Regions from separate parts of the Ovis aries genome. Here region 2 is linked to region 1. A link is a contact called in public Hi-C data. All regions are on one chromosome and are shown on one strand. The core of a region is the stretch at or near the end of the contact, and the rest is flanking DNA. Distances in the headings are between cores, read along the strand shown. Region 1 overlaps CRACD (capping protein inhibiting regulator of actin dynamics). Region 2 overlaps CRACD (capping protein inhibiting regulator of actin dynamics).

Region 1 (3,667 bases), core at 306-2,805:
TTGTGACCTTCAATCTGGAAAGCCTCAGTGCATCTCAGCCTTGCTCCAGAGAGCCAAAGCCGGCTCCAAGGCAGCACAGATTGTAGCTGTCTGTAGGCTTTGTTTGCACAAAGGGACACTTCTATTACAGGCTCCTTGGTATTGCAGTGGTGGAAGAGGGAAATGTTAACTGCTTTCTCTCTGGTGTTTTCTTGTAGTGGAAGAGTGACTGAATACAGGCAGTCAGGAGAATTTGAGCAAAATGAGATGGTTCTCATGATGTCTCATCTTATCAATATCTTCTGGTGTGTGTGTATGTGTGTGTGTCTCTGTGTGTGTGTCTGTGTGTGTCTCTGTGTGTGTGTAGGCAGGTGTGGTGTAATGCTGGAAAAATATAGGCTTCTTAAATTGTAGACAAATCAAGGAATGATTTTAACTCAAACAGGCTAGACTGAGAGTCTGTAAAATAATAATGACTTAATTTACTGCTTTTCATAGAGTATAAAATAGTCTGCAAAACATGACCTGCAGACCCCTGAGAACACTGATCACAGAGCTTTTATCACGATACAGCAGACTTCCTGTTTCTCTCTCCTTGTGTGTAAAAGAAATCCTTAGTCACTGCTGGTTCTGGAATTCTTCAGTGGCATAGAATCGGTGCCTGGTATTGTAATTAATTTGTTTACTGGGCAGATCTTTCATCCCGTCCCCGTAAATGCTTCTTGACAAGGTTGACTGGATTGTTTTCTGCTGTTGCGAGATGCAAACAAACTGGAAAGGCAATGACGAAGATGTTTCAACTTTTGTTTGTATGAAGTAGATGGATAAAAGCAATAGTTCAAATAAGATTTAAGTAAAAATATTTCTTAAGTTCCTGAACCTTCCATGTAAAATGTTCTCTTTTATGTTAAAAAAAATCAAAGACCATATTCTGTGATAATTGGACAAGTGCTAAAGATACTTTAAACTAAATAATAAACTTGGCTATATTGACTAATGTTATTTGAGTCAAGAGTATTTCAGAGATAAAATTTTTTGAACTAGCATTTATTTTTCAGCAAAAGATATACCAAGCATAGTTATTTTAGGAATCTGTTAAAAAAAATTCTAGCAGTACTGTTGAATTATTTTACTTGTAAAATTTTTTCTTATGATGTTCATGGCAAGTACCTGATTGATTTTGAGAAAACAGATAAGCATTAAAACATTTTATGAACTGGCTTTTTGTTGTATGGATTTATTAGATATTTAGGTGGGGGAAGAGGTGGAGAGCAAGTGGGAAATTTGGAGCATATGTAGGTTTACTGTTATTTTATAGATTTTTTAAAAAATTATTTTATTTTATTATTATTTTTAATTATTTTAAATTAGAGGATAATTACTTTATAATATTGTAATTTTTTTCATACATCAACATGAATCAGCCATAGGTAGACATATGTCCGCTCCCTCTTGAACCCCCTTCCCACCTCCCTCCTCATCCCACCCCTCTAGTTTGTGACAGAGCACTGGCTTTGGGTTGCTGATGTTTTAGGCTTGTCGGAGAAATTCTCCATAACTGTTTACTTCCTCCCTGCTCTGCTGCACTGTGGGGCTGCTGCCACCAGGTGGATGCTGGTGCCTAGGCATGGCTACACGGTCCAAACTGGAAGGCAGTGATTCAGCAATTTAACAAGTGTTTATTGAACACTATGCAGCAATGTGGATGGACCTACAGATTATCATACTAAGTGATGTAAGTCAGAAAGAGAAAGACAAATACCATGTGATATTACGTATATGTGGAAACTAAAATATGACACAGATGAAGCTATCTAAGAAACAGACTCAAAAACATAGAGAACAGACTTGTGTTTGCCAAGGGGCAGGGGGTAAGAGAGGGGTGGATTGGGAGTTTGGGATTAACAGATGCACACTAACTCTTACGTATAGAATGGATAAACAACAAGGACCCTACTGTCGTGTACAGGGAACTATATTCAATATCCTATAATAAGCCGTAATGGAAAAGAAAAAAGCATCAGTCAATCCTCCCTTTTCTAGCTCTCTGTATCTATTTTATTTATATATTTGTCTGTCTAGCTAATCTATCTATATCTATCTTATCATCCATCGGAATTAAGGACTTCAAGGTAGCTTGGAGTTAAGACTTTGTATTCTATTTAATTTTTGCATTGCACAGTGCTTGTCTTTTTATCTTTCTGAGACAAAATTGACTTTCAGCCATCTTGACTTGCACCCCACCCTCTTGAAGCTGGCTTAGTCAGGTCACCATCTCCTTGTTACTAAATCTCATAGACACTTCTCAGTGCACATGTTTCTTGAAAAGATTATGTCACTTCTCTGCTTAGAACCATTTGTGACCTCACTGCTTTTAGGATGAAGTTCCAGCTCTTTAATATGGCCACATCTGACCCTGCTCGTGCTTCCAGAGCTTCATCTCTTACCATGCTTCTCCGCTCACTGTTATGATCCCAAACAACTGACCTTCTTTCAGTCTTTTGAATGCACTCTGTCTCCCTCACCTCCAGGAATTGCTCTTTCCTCTGTCCTCTTTCAACACCTCTGCTGCCCACTCCTGTTCATCCCTTCAGTCTGAGTTCAGACTTATGCTTTCCTTTTAAAGAAACTAAACCCCAGTCATGTCCAAATAATCCATCCTGTTTCTCCAGTCTCAATTCCAGCCCCTCTTAATCTCAACAATCATTATTCTGGACTATCCTATAAACTCCCTAATTGGTGTTTCTACTTCTGCTCTTCCCGTCTGCGTAATCCATTCTCTACATATTCATAAGAATCATCTTTTAAAAATATAACTGGGATCGTATCACTTTTATTTAAAACTCTCCAGAGGCTTAGCATGTAATTCAGCTCAGGTGAGATCAGGGTACCTTAACACTTTATAGACACAAACTTCACTCTCACCCTTGGTTGCATGCTCAGTTATCAAATAGGCATCCAGGTGATTCAGTATGTACTTACCTAATTTTAAAGAATGTTATTAGAGTAAAAATACAAAGCTAAAAATTTCTTGCAGAAAATGTTCAGACTTCGGCAGCACCTTCCCTCTTTGAAAAAACACACTAGCTCAAGCCTTCCTCTGGCACCTCTGCCCACCTCACCAGTCTGGATGATGAACCTGTTTTCCATAGGACTCATTTCCAATGATGTCTTTAAGTTCTAGTCGTCTTCTTACTCTAATTCCATCTCTGACCTCTAGTGCTGTGCTTATTAGCTCAGTAAATATTTTTTCAGTTGACTAGTTGAAATCTGACACTTTCCCATACTTGGCTCTGGTTCTCTCCCCTGGAAGACCTGGCATCTCTACTGTTATCATGTACAGTGTTCTGTCATTATCACGCTTTCTGTCATTTTATAATATTATTGTAAATAATTCTGTCATAAGAGTAGTAACATGTTCATTTGGAACATTTTTAAGGTTTCAAAAAATGGTGAAATTTAAGGTTTCAAATGAAAATGAACTATATTCTTGCTAATGACATGTATGTGCCTGGCATATGTTATATACTAGTACTAGGGTTGAACTGAATGAGCTAAGTGGATAACTGCCTTTATTACCTTTTAATATTTTTCTATTGTTCTTATAACTATACTGTTTATACTATTTAGAATTCTTTTTAAAAACATAATAAGTATTGGCCAATGTTTCACAAATATAACTTTTCAT
Region 2 (3,667 bases), core at 672-3,171, 170 kb after region 1:
CTGGCTCCTGGATATTATTCCTAAGAAGCAATGAACCCTCATAATATTCCCTTTCTAAGGGGAGTGACCTGCAGGTCTCGGTCTACAAACCAACTGTATTTCACAAGGGCTTTCAAGGAGTTCTTTAAAGATTAGATAATAGTCTGTTGTCTTAAAAGGTAGCACCTGTGTTACACCACACCACATGCCAGCACCACTCCATGAAGCGGATTTGGAGTTGTAAAAAATAGATAATTCTGCAATATTGAAAATGTAGAAACTCAGTAGAAACATGTGAATGCCTGTTGTTTGTGTTAATGATGTAAGGCCTAAGTTTAAAGAATCTGATTTCATAATTAATAAAATGTCAAACAACTAACTTCTCCGAAGCAACAGTTCTGTTAATGCAGGAGGAGAAATGTGCGGGAAACAGAATAGCTGTCTAATTGAATGCTCTCCTCTGGATGACATGTACTCACAGGAGGTCTGCCTAATTTTGCTTCCGCTGCATGGATATGCATAAGCTTCCTTACAGCTCTAATGCTATGTTTTGAAACAATATAATAAGAGACTTCTGCTTTTCAAGGAGGGAAATGGGGACCCTTATCATAGCAAATGTGATTTTTAGAGTGCCATAAGATATCACTGTATCACCCCCAAAAGACTGTGCTTTATTTTTCAGTCGACTAAGCAGTATGTTCCTGGTAAGTCATAGAAATAGTAGTTAACTTATTAACTTGCATGAATGCTTTGCATTTTTCCATAAAAACGTTATGCTGGTATTGATGCTTAGTAAGCAGCATAAAAGACCACCCCTTCGTAGACTCCAGCATGGAATGAGGGTGTTTATCTATGTCAGGCGCATGTATGTTTTTTATGTCTGGAGTTGTCTTTGTGTGTGTATGTATGTATGTATGTATGTTTATTTTAAAAAGAGAAGTAGTGGATAACACCTATTGACAGTAAATGTCCTAGCAATCTAATTTGCCACCATTATTAAGACATTCTTTTGAAATGAGATTTCTACTGGAATGCCATTTAAAAAAAACAAAAAACAAAAGTGTTTGTTTTTTTTTCTGGCTCAAGAAACTTCCCAGCCCATGGAAACCAGAGCTGCGCCTGTAATGACTGCATTTGGAAAGGTTGCCCCCTAGTGTCCACATGTAGTCATCTCAGCCAGAACTGTCCTAGGTTGTACCAGTGATGGTTAGTATCCGTCCACTGAGCACAGAATGACTGAATAGAGCATAAATAAGCCTACTCTTTCCTGAACAGTGTGAATCTACCACCTGCCAAAATTTCTGTAGCAAGCGATTGAACCTTTAGAAGAAAAAATTACCTTTTTTTCCCTGAGTATAAAGATAATGCATGTGCATAGAATTGATTTTAATATACAACATAGTTATAAAGGACAGAAATAACAGTAGCATCCTTTTTAAGGACCCTATACATAACAGTCAGTTGTTCTGTGGCCAGTAAGTGAAATAAAAAAATGCCTGACAGGCCTCTGCCATCACCTGGCTTTGTGGCCTCAGGGCAAATCATTAAAGCTCTCTGACCCTCATATTCCTCATCTGAAAAACAAAGAAGATGCGTGTGATGGCTGATCTGAAGAGCCCCTCCAGTTCTTAAAGTCTGCCATTTATAGAAAATCACTGTTCATCTGCTAGAGCATGGAGTGGCTTTGTAAGCTTTGCACTGCAATGCGTTGGACTACAGTGACCTTGATGTTCCCAGAGCACATATCAGGGAGGTGCCTATTTATTTCAGAGCAAACCAGGCTGTGAAGTATGTATGCACCTACTGATGATAGGAATCAGGAATATCACGGACCAAGCCCGCAGGTGATTTTTAGAATAACACCGGAGCTTTGTCAGAAAAGGCTCAGTCTATTAGTCCACGGACTGTTTAGCTCAGGAGGAAGAACCTCTGTCTTCAGTAGCTGCTGTCTCCTGCCAGGCTGGATTTCACTTTAAAATGCCACAGTGTCTTACCTTTGAGGATTTGAGCACCTCGTGCAGCTGTCAAGGACACAAAGAATAAATACCTGCTCTTCACCACTTCTGCACAGAGCAGATGTCTTTAAATCTGTGTGTGTTTGATTTTGCTCATTCTCTTAAATTCATTTTAACTGTGGGAGTATCTGGAGTTCGCTCGAGAAGACAGCAATTTTATTTTCTCTCTGCCTTGTTCTTATAGTCGTAGCATGAAGGATGGCTATGAAAAATCTGGGGAAATCTAAATTGGCAGTGTGAGAGCTACAGAATATGATGTGCTTGGAATTTCTACACCATAGGAAAAGAGCCTCATAAATATAGATGTGCATTCCTATAATATCATTCTCCAGCATTCCATTGTACAGCCAAATGGCCAAATTTGAATGAATAAAATATCGCCCCTTTAGCTCACATTCGAGTCTAACAGTAACTCCATTCATTGCCATAAGTAACACGGACTCAGTTTAGGCACAGAGGTTCCACTCTCCCCTCTGGTTATTATCTCAGTGCATATAAAGAATCCGTGGATATGTAAAAATATACATATCTATTAAAATACATCTGTCTACAGATGGAAGAAGTGGTAATAGTTTATTTCCCTGGAAGCTTAAGGGCAAGCTCATCTTAACGGTCTGGTTTTGAGTGACTGCTTGTGTCACAGTTCTTCCCAGGACAATGCCTGAGTAGTGGGCAGAAAAAAAGTCACCAAAAAGCCATATTTATCCCTGTATTCAATTCATTTGACATCTGAGATGGCAGATAGGTTTGGACAGTCATCTTTTAGATGTCAATAAATCAGACGAAGTATCCAGCAGCCTCGTCCCCTCTGAGTCAGCTGAGGGAAAGATTTGGAGCGGGAACCACAGATCAGGTACAAGAGCCTTGCCCTTGAGAGCCTGGGGCTCAGTCACCATGGCCTTGGCCCTGCAGCCCTGCCCTGGCCTGTAACCACTGCAGGGTGTGTCTGCGAGGACAGGCCTTTGTCTGGACAGAGAGGCTGCCTTCCTGTCCCTGGATGGTGGCTGTCACTTTTTGCATGACCTGGGTCCTCCCCTCCTCCTTCCCTCGCCCTCCTCCCAAGCTCCCTAACCAGCAGCCTGAATTTGGTTTCTCCGGAGGAATTTTAAATCAGCTGCTTTATGGAGATGCTCATTGTCATTCTCAAAGGCAACAGCATTGTGTTTCTTTTGCCAGGATGAACGTATCCGTGGCATAAATCAACCCTCAGATACACACACATTCTCATTCCCTCCTCTCCCTCTCCCTCCTTTCCAATCTCCTCCATCCTGCCCCCGTCAGCTGTTGTACCTGCCATCAGGGCTGCAGATTCTCCTCCCTGGGCCTCCTGTCTGCCCCCTTCACCCTCCTCTCAATTTTCCACTTTAACTCTCAACTTTGTTTCTTAACGTCATGCTCTCCATTTCCCCAGCTTTGTCCCGCGTACCTTATTTCACCTGTTCTTATCACATCTAATATTTTTCCCCCATTTTCTCTTTCATTTTCCTTTGGTAGCCACGATAACCATCCCATCTTTGGAGTTTATTTCAATATAAGTAATGTGAACTTGACATCCATGTTCTAAAAAGGACTCTAACAAAAACAAACAGAAAAATCAGCACGTTCATTCTTTTTGTGATGGTGGCCAAAATCCTAACGAAAGAGCATTAATGTATTAAGCTTAGTCTCCTTGG

The links. A called contact is a pair of places that touch in the nucleus more often than the background predicts.
Region 2: a Hi-C map of hypothalamus shows a contact between it and region 1, with 5 times the contacts expected there. The contact joins two enhancer-like sites. A contact is called at or near these places in 3 of 16 Hi-C or Micro-C datasets (hypothalamus, skin fibroblasts and tail adipose tissue).

The regions. Positions count from the first base shown.
Region 1 is chr6:72,264,931-72,268,597 of ARS-UI_Ramb_v3.0, forward strand. The region is part of intron 1 of CRACD (capping protein inhibiting regulator of actin dynamics); the gene reads left to right. Among named protein-coding and RNA genes, the nearest start is that of CRACD, 83 kb to the left of the region's middle. Within about 2 kb of position 1,556, at least 9 of the 54 cell types and tissues checked have an H3K27ac peak or open chromatin away from gene starts, as enhancers often do. A contact at or near this core is called in hypothalamus, where this site is marked.
Region 2 is chr6:72,438,255-72,441,921 of ARS-UI_Ramb_v3.0, forward strand. The region is part of intron 3 of CRACD (capping protein inhibiting regulator of actin dynamics); the gene reads left to right. Among named protein-coding and RNA genes, the nearest start is that of AASDH, 71 kb to the right of the region's middle. Within about 2 kb of position 1,922, at least 7 of the 54 cell types and tissues checked have an H3K27ac peak or open chromatin away from gene starts, as enhancers often do. A contact at or near this core is called in hypothalamus, where this site is marked.